Regions from separate parts of the Sus scrofa genome. Here region 2 is linked to region 1. A link is a contact called in public Hi-C data. All regions are on one chromosome and are shown on one strand. Each heading gives the region's core, a stretch centred on a gene start, on an enhancer-like site or on the middle of the called end of the contact. The rest is flanking DNA. Distances are from core to core; before and after follow the strand shown. Region 1 holds the start of ZC3H10 (zinc finger CCCH domain-containing protein 10). Region 2 holds the start of CNPY2 (canopy FGF signaling regulator 2).

Region 1 (4,211 bases), core at 1,477-3,976:
AATGGCACCTATCCAAGCCTGATCCATGTTGCAAGTCCCACCAGAAGCAGATAATCAGATACCATACTCTTGCCCACCCAACTCTCCCAGGATTGTTAGATACCTGAGGTAGCTCAGGTGAAGTCCGGGGCTCCTGTGGGTCTCCACCTCCACATCACTGCTGGGTTCTGAACAGGAGAAAAACAGAGACTTGGGTGTGAGAAGGGATTAGAACAGAGGACTATGGGGTGGTTACAAGAATAAAGTCTAATCAAATGGCAAGAGCTCTGGGAACTAAGATTTCCTTAGGGTACAAATTGAACTTCACCTGTCAAAGGCAGAAGCTATCAGTAAGAAGAGTATAATAAGGAACAGAACAAATTTGGACAGCCTAGGAGGATGAGTTGGAAAAAAACCAGTCCTGAGTGAACAAAGGGTGAGGGGCGTCCTGCCCCAAGATGAAGGAGGATGCGTGGATCGTAGCCTGGTCTAGGGTTGGCGTTAAGAACTCCGAATAGGGAGCCGTGCAAGGGCAGCGACTGACAGCGCAGTGGGATGGCAGATTAGACTTGGGGGCGGTGATTATGACGCTTCGAAACACCCCAGAGTTTGCGAAAAGTCCTAGGAGTTTCCCAAAGCAAGTCTTCTAGTCTGGCAGGTTCCTGTGCAGTACCGCCAGAGCTCAGCCGGGGACCAGGTGAACAGGACACTAGAGGAGCACGAAGTGAAGCGGGGAGGGGGACTCCAGGTGACATGAGGCTGAGGGGATGGGCAGGGCTGTGACGTCACGGAGCTGGCGTTTGCTCGCAAAGCGGGGTCAGTCAGAAAAGGGGTTCAGCCCTAGGACGTGAGGCAGAGGAAACTCAGTCCTGGGGGGCCTTGTGTAGCCCGGCCGAGCCCAGCCGCTGGGCCGGCCCCGACTCCTCCCCTCCGGGCGCGGCCTCCACCTAAGTCTCCCGCCTCCCTCACCTGCCGCCGCCGCCGTAGTTGCTGCTGCCGCCTGCCGGTCCTCTAGCTTCGACAAAGAGCCGCCTACCCTATCGCCCTTCCGCTTCCTGCGGAAGAAATGACGCTCTAGCCGCCAGACCCGGAACTATACTCTATGGCTCACGAAGCACTTGCGCGATTAGCCGCAGGAAGTTCCCAGCAGGCTTTGCGTGTCACCATGGCAACCGGACCCAACAGCACAGCAAAGAGCCCCAAGCGCGGGACGTAGCAAATGTAGCCCTTTCGGACGATGAGCGGAACTGTTTGCCCACACGCCGGCGAAATCAACTTGAAAGCGGTCCCTGACGTGTGTAACGCCCTTTCCAGGAAATAAGAGCCACCCAACACTCCAGCAACTCCCAGGGTCCAGAACCAGTCGGCCAGGGGCGGGGCCCGCACCCCCGACTCAGTGTAGATATTCTCTAAAGCGAGTACTCATACAGAACACCCCAGCCAATGAACCATAAAAACCACATCAACAGACAAGATGACTTTTTTTCTTCAGCTAAAACAGCAGATAATTTATTGTACACGTGTTACATTCAGCCACAACTGAGAACAGAACTAGTCCAGAAAGTCACAGGTCCAGGGCAAAAAACCAAAAGGGACCATTTTGATATGAGCAAGGTGGGTCTCAGAGTGGTCCAGGCGATCAGAACGGCGAAAAGTTGTTATAGATCCATTGAGACAAGTTCTAGACAGAAGGCATGCAGTCCAACAAATTGTACCAACGTCCCTGGCCTCTGGGATTTCGTTTCTGCTCCTGTGGCTTCCACGGTGTACAAGTTTACTTGGACCTCTGCCTCATCTTTCTTCTTTTGCGCTTCAGCCTGAAAACCAGACACGAGAATGCACCTCCTGCCCACAAACCCAATCTTCTTTCCCTCCCATCTAAAATGTGCATACCATACAAGGGGTGGGTAAAAAAAATCAACGAACACTACGGTTCTATCCTCTTGTGTCCAATCCCTGGTTTTGCCAAGTCAATGCTCATGTTTTTCATCTTAAGCTGTTTAGATTTCTAAACCAAATGTTCCTCCCAAGCTTCGCCCAAGGTGTGCTCCAGTTCCCCCACCCTGTACTTGCAGTCTCAGCATACCTGCGCATTCGCTTCTTCCTCCACTGTCAACCGATCACAACCAGAAGCAGAGAATAAAACGAGATATCATTAGTTGTAGCAACGAGTTTAGGGAGGAATATAAATAGTGTAATTTTTAACCAGACAGGTTTAACCACTTAGGAGGACTTAGTCGCAGTAATCACATCAACAACTTGGACTCCCACCCGGATCCCCGCTGTAAAACCCCAATCCCGCATGCGCTATCCTATTCCCGCTCTCCACCCCCACTTAACTCCCAGCTTCTGCTTCTCCCCAAACTATCCTCCCTGTCCCACCAGCTCTTGGGCACCCTTGAGAACCTAGCGATCCGAGAACGATGGCGGACTTCCCTTGCCTGGGTCTCCCCTGCAACTGCCAATTCTTAGAGCCTCAGCTCACTAACGGGGACTGCTTACCTTCGCTCTCATGGCGCGGAGGTTTCTACGGGTAAAGAAAAAAAGTCTACAGTTAGTTCGCTGTAATGATGGCAATCGCAGAGATCAGATGTTTACGGATTGTACTCGGAACCGGAGAGAGCCCAAACCGAGACTCACCTCAGAAGATGGCGCTAAGGCCGAGAGAGCGCTAGGGGCCCGCCTACGGATATTTAATGCAATGCTCGGTGTCGTCACTTCCGTGGTCTCGCCCTGCCCCCAGGGGCGGGGCTGCGGGAGGGTAATAACAATAGCTTTTGGCCCTTTGGGTTCGTGGTAAGTGTTTGAGTTGGGACAGTTCTCTTGGAAAATAGACTATTTTGAGTGTGAGTTACAAAATTTCCCTTCCCCAGGTTTTATTATAAGGATACTATATTATTTAAATATGAGCATGTATTTCCAGTAAGAGACCCAGAAGTGCAGAAAAGCGTAGGTTAGTGACTTCCGTCTTCCCTCTCATTGCTTCATGGGAGTTGCAGTTTCCCGGCGACACCCTCCATTTTACTGTGGATAGATGCAGAGTTTACAAAAACTGGTTTGCCTTATGTTCTGAACCTAAGTTGCTGCAGGGAGATTCTATTTCGGAACTTCCAAAGGTTCTAAGATTCCAGAACGTGGAAGGATGTAAAGTGGGGAGTCGAGAAAGCTTGTCATACTACAGAGACCTTTGGCACTATTTAAGATAGATCAACTCTTTTTCTAGCCAACTCCAACGCCTGAGGCAGAATGTCACTAGATTCCTGGCCACAAAGCATCTGGCTTAGAATATACTTAAGTGATTCTCCCTCTACACAACGTGAAGATCAAATCAAAGAACAGAAGGGAAGCTAGCTAGGATCGGCTAGACATTTCTTTAGGACAAGAATGGTATTTGATGGTAAGATAACTTGCCAGTCTCCTCGTATGATTGGGTCAGAAGCACCCAGAAAAAGACTCCCAAAGATTTGGTTACAGGAAACTTGAGTTAGGATGAAAGGGAACCTTTAATCATGCAGACTTCGCCTTATTCACTGTAAAATACAGTAAAGGCTTATTATAATCCTTTTTTTTTAGTGGTTTCCTTTTATAACCTTTCCCCTTTTTAGCTCTGGAAAAAAAAATATCTAAATTTAGGACCCTTGTTCCAAGTGCTTAGGTGGTTTTAGTATTATCTCCATCAGAATGTAAGTTTTTGGTTTTTTGGCCCCGCCCACTGCATGCAAAAGTTGAAGTTCCTAGGCCAGGCAGGCCACAGCAGCGACCTGAGCCACTGCAGTGACAACGCCAGATCCTTAACCCACTGCACCACCAGGGGAGCTCCTAGAATGGAATAAGTTTTTGAAAACAAAAATAAAAACCCTAAGAGTTCCTGCCCCAGTGCAGTGGGTTAAGAATCCAACAGCGGGAGTTCCTGTCGTGGCGCAGTGGTTAACGAATCCGAGTAGGAACCATGAGGTTGCGGGTTCGGTCCCTGCCCTTGCTCAGTGGGTTAACGATCCGGCGTTGCTGTGAGCTGTGGTGTAGGTCGCAGACGCAGCTCGGATCCTGCGTTGCTGTGGCTCTGGCGTAGGCTGGCAGCTACAGCTCCGATTAGACCCCTAGCCTTGGAACCTCCGTATGCTGCAGGAGCCGCCCAAGAAGTGGCAAAAAGACAAAAAAAAAAAAAAAAAAGCAACAGCAGATCAGGTTGCTGCAAAGATCCAGGTTCCATCCCTGGGTGAGGATTAAAGGAT
Region 2 (3,988 bases), core at 1,443-3,942, 200 kb before region 1:
TTCAGTCTTCTACTCTTTTATCCCTGGCAGGTGCCCAAGGACCAGGTCCTTGACACTGTTTATCTATTTCACATGCCCCGAAAACGAATGATTTCCCTGCGATTCCTTGCTTGGTACTTTCTAGGTGAGTTGCTCTGCCTTGTAGTGCTCAGCAAGAGCATGAAAATGTGTGAGAGGCCAAGGGGAGAAGGGAGGACCCTAAGTTAGTGGTAAGAGTTACTAATGGATTTAGTTAGTTTCAGTATCTCTTCTGTGCACTAGGGATCGTGTTTGGTTCTTCCCCTTAAGGGCAGTCAGATTTTTTTGTTGTTTACTGGGAGCTGGGGATGTGAGTAGAGGAGCAGACATGTTCTTAACCTCCCTTTGCTAGGTCCCAAACTATTCCACCTCTACTTCTCCCAGATCTGAAGATTCAAGGGGAGACCCATGACAGTATTGAGGATGCCCGCACAGCCCTTCAGCTTTACCGAAAATATCTGGAGCTAAGCAAAAATGGCACTGAGCCTGAGTCCTTCCACAAAGTGCTGAAGGGCCTTTATGAGAAAGGCCGAAAGATGGACTGGAAGGTGCCTGAGCCTGAGGGCCAGACAAGTCCCAAGAGTAAGGCCTGGGATGGGACAGGGGAAACTTGACTGGGTGGATTTTGGTTGCATATGTGATGATGATACCCACCATAGTTAAAACGATGATGTTAACAACAGTACCACCCAACCGTATATTTGTACTGTAAAGCACTTAACAGTTGATTCAAAGTCTCTATTGGGAGTTCCTGTCATGGCACAGTGGAAACAATCTGACTAGCATCCACTAGGACACAGGTTCAATCCCTGGCCTCACTCAGTGGGTTAATGATCCAGCATTGCCATGAGCTGTGGTGTAGGCCATAGACGCGGCTTGGACCCCACATTGCTGTTGCTGTGGGGTTGGCCAGCAGCTGCAGCTCCAGTTTGACCCCTAGCCTGGGAACTTCCATATGCCTCGGATGCAGCCCTAAAAGGAAAAGAAAAAAAAGTGTCCCAGGTGCTTTTTTCCAGGTACCTTAAGAGTCAATGCTTTTGGTTTTGTTTCTGACAGATGCAGCTGTCTTCTCTTCAGTGCTGGCGCTCTGACCTCACCCTTTCCCAGTGAACAGTTCTCTCTCCCTTCAATGTTCTGTGGCCCCAGAACTGGGAGATGGCTTCCCAAGTTGGCTATACCCTACTTCCAGAATTGGACCTGCTCAGGGTCTACAGATGGTGCTATTATTAATAGAACTGGAATGCAGGAGAATTGTTGCAAAGGGTCTAGGAGCCAGATTGCTTTTTCATCCTTTGCAAAATAGTGGGCCAGCAACAGTCTAGGATTGACCCAGATGAAAAGTAATTAGTATTCTTAATAAATACATGGGTAATAAATATCCTAGGCAAAGAAGCTCCTGGAACCAAAACTCTCAGTTCCTAGTCCCAGACAATGATAGGATACAACAGTAGTAGCTCAAGACCTAACTCAGGTCTCTGCTTCAGGGTTGCCTGGAGGGGCCAGCATTTAGTCTGGTGGCCCCAGCAAACTAGTGTTGCCAACATCACCATTGCCAAAAGGGCCTTTGGGTCCTAGACAAAGCTTGGCTGCTGGCTTCACTTCTGCCGACAGCTGAGAAGCATCTGTCTTCCATCCACTCTCCCATCCCAAGTTTTGTTTTCTTGTTATTTTTTAAAATTTTGTTTTAAACTGCATGTTTTATAAAATAAAAACGAAAAATATTGGGTGTCATCTATTTCATTAGGAACATCTGAGTGTGGGGTACTCTGACTTCAGTCCTCCCTTCCTTTGTGTTGGCTTTCTATTACAATCAGAAAAAACTTGGAAGTTCCCGTCGTGGCGCAGTGGTTAACAAATCCAACTAGGAACCATGAGGTAGCGGGTTCGATCCCTGCCCTTGCTCAGTGGGTTAACGATCCGGCGTTGCCATGAGCTGTGGTGTAGGTGGCAGACGCGGCTCGGATCCCATGTTGCTGTGGCTCTGGCATAGGCTGGCAGCTACAGCTCCGATTGGACCCCTAGCCTGGGAACCTCCACATGCCGCAGGAGCGGCCCAAGAAATGGCAAAAAGACAAGAAAAAAGAAAAAACTAAGGCTTTCAAATTCCCACCTAGAAGTGAAGATAAAGCTCTAGAGTCCAAAATTAAGAATATTGGGAGTTCCCATTGTGGCTCAGAGGTAACGAACCCAACTAGGATCCATGAGGATGCATGTTTGATCCCTAGTTTCGCTCAGTGGGTTAAGGATCCAGCGTTGCCATGAGCTGTGGTGTAGGTTGTAGACGTGGTTCCAATTCTGAGTTGCCATGGCTGTGGTGTAAACCAGCAGCTGAAGCTCCAGTTCAACCCCTAGCTTGGGAACTTCCATATGCCACAGATGCAGCCCTAAAAGCAAAAAAAAAAAAAAAAAAAAAAAAAAAAATCTTAGAAAAAATTAAGGATATTGGAGGAGTATAATTAGGTCTATATGGGCAGTGTTTGGTCTTTGCTGTGGCTGCCCAGCACCCTAAGGTTGGGTTCTTTTAAGAGGTGCATTATGATTTCCCTATTAAATGTATGAAAGGGAATTTGGAGAACCTTACAAACTACAGGTCCCAGGATATCTGATCTTTGGCTACCAGCAAAGAGCCTGTGTGGTGCCGCGGTGCTTCCTGGGAGATGCAGTTTCCCGGGCATTGAAACCTGGGCTTCTTACTAGCTAGCAGCGCACCTTTCTTTTTGAAGGCTCGAACCCATCTAGACTGCCATGCGCGAGCCTGAGGGCCTCGGTGCACCACGTCGGGCTCTGTCCTTGCTTCTAGCCACTCCTATTCCTCGGCTGACCCCTGGTGGTCACGTGGAACTGCTCGCCACGCAAGTCTGGGTCCTGCAATCCGCTGGGGTCCTCGCTGCCTGAGAGCCGCTCCTACGCTGCCTGTTCGCGCGAGAGTTTGGAGGGGCGGGTTTGGGGTCGGTCTCTAGGGTGGGATTCTTACCGCAGCGCATCTGGGCCCTGATTAGGCAGGCGTCCACTTAGGGTCGGAAAAGCTGGCTCAGGCAGTCGCTGGGGCACCCCGTGTCTAGAAAGTGCAGGAGCGCTCTGGAGAAGCTTGGACAGCCCCGCGCTCCCGCAGCCAGGTGCTAGGTTTGAGAGCAAAAGTGAGAGTCCGGCTGTATTCCAGCGCCTGGGCCACCGCGGCGGCCCTGGGAGCAGAGGTGGGACGGACGCGAGTGGCAGTGAGGGTCGGGGTTGGACTGGAGCGAAAGCAATGGCGGGGTCTTTAGAAAGGGGGCTGGTCCGTACAGGGAATAGTCTATAGGCTGGAGGTGGGATGCAGCAGTCTTTGATGCTGGCTTCAAATAGGCCCTAGTTATTGAATGCTTTTTCTTGCCAGCCAGCCACCTCGCTACCTCCTGGCCAGAATCAGCTACTCCTTGCCAGCAGCTCCTCTGCTTGTCGTCCTTGCCTGATCGCCAGCCACAGACCCATAGCCGTCATCCACATAGCCCTATGAATCGTAGGCAGCCGAAGCTTAAGTACCAACATCTAAGGCCTCACTTGCCCACGTAGTGTCTGGGGCTAAGCCCCAAGTCCCGAGTTTGCGCTCTTTACCCACCGCCCCCGGGGATTCCGGTTGCTCGAACGCCGGAACAGAGGAGCTCCTTTGTGTCCGGGCCATTTCCTGGAAAGTGGAGCCAGATCACACTGAGCCCTTTGTAGGCCTTGGGAGGGGAGGTGGGGGGGGGGTGGTCGGAGGACGGGGAGAAATGGAGCTGTCTCCTCACACCTATGCTTTATTCCATTCCAAACCCAGGTGGAGCAACCCCATTGCGCTAAAGATGAAAGGCTGGGGTTGGCTGGCCCTGCTTCTAGGGGCCCTGCTGGGAACTGCCTGGGCTCGAAGGAGCCAAGATCTACACTGTGGAGGTAAAGGCACAAAAGAAGAAATGGGAGGAAGGGAGGTGGGGATGATAGAGCCTTGGGAGGGCAA

What was found. A called contact is a pair of places that touch in the nucleus more often than the background predicts.
Region 2: a Hi-C map of alveolar macrophages shows a contact between it and region 1, with 2.3 times the contacts expected there. The contact joins the promoter of CNPY2 here to the promoter of ZC3H10 in region 1. A contact is called at or near these places in 3 of 5 promoter capture datasets (fetal liver, fetal skeletal muscle and liver), 13 of 47 Hi-C or Micro-C datasets (alveolar macrophages, embryonic fibroblasts, epiblast stem cells and 9 more) and 2 of 2 datasets of contacts at active chromatin or transcription factors (alveolar macrophages and skeletal muscle).

What each region holds. Positions count from the first base shown.
Region 1 is chr5:21,505,025-21,509,235 of Sscrofa11.1, reverse strand. ZC3H10 (zinc finger CCCH domain-containing protein 10) reads right to left here and starts at 2,726. Exons shown (of 6, transcript XM_003126269.6): 1 at 2,620-2,726; 2 at 2,482-2,506; 3 at 2,066-2,088; 4 at 949-1,796; 5 at 104-167.
Region 2 is chr5:21,709,996-21,713,983 of Sscrofa11.1, reverse strand. CNPY2 (canopy FGF signaling regulator 2) reads left to right here and starts at 2,692. Exons shown (of 6, transcript NM_001185068.1): 1 at 2,692-3,212; 2 at 3,812-3,924. The coding sequence starts at 3,837. It overlaps PAN2 (PAB-dependent poly(A)-specific ribonuclease subunit PAN2), which reads left to right. Exons shown (of 20, transcript XR_002344302.1): 18 at 1-124; 19 at 403-600; 20 at 1,075-1,762.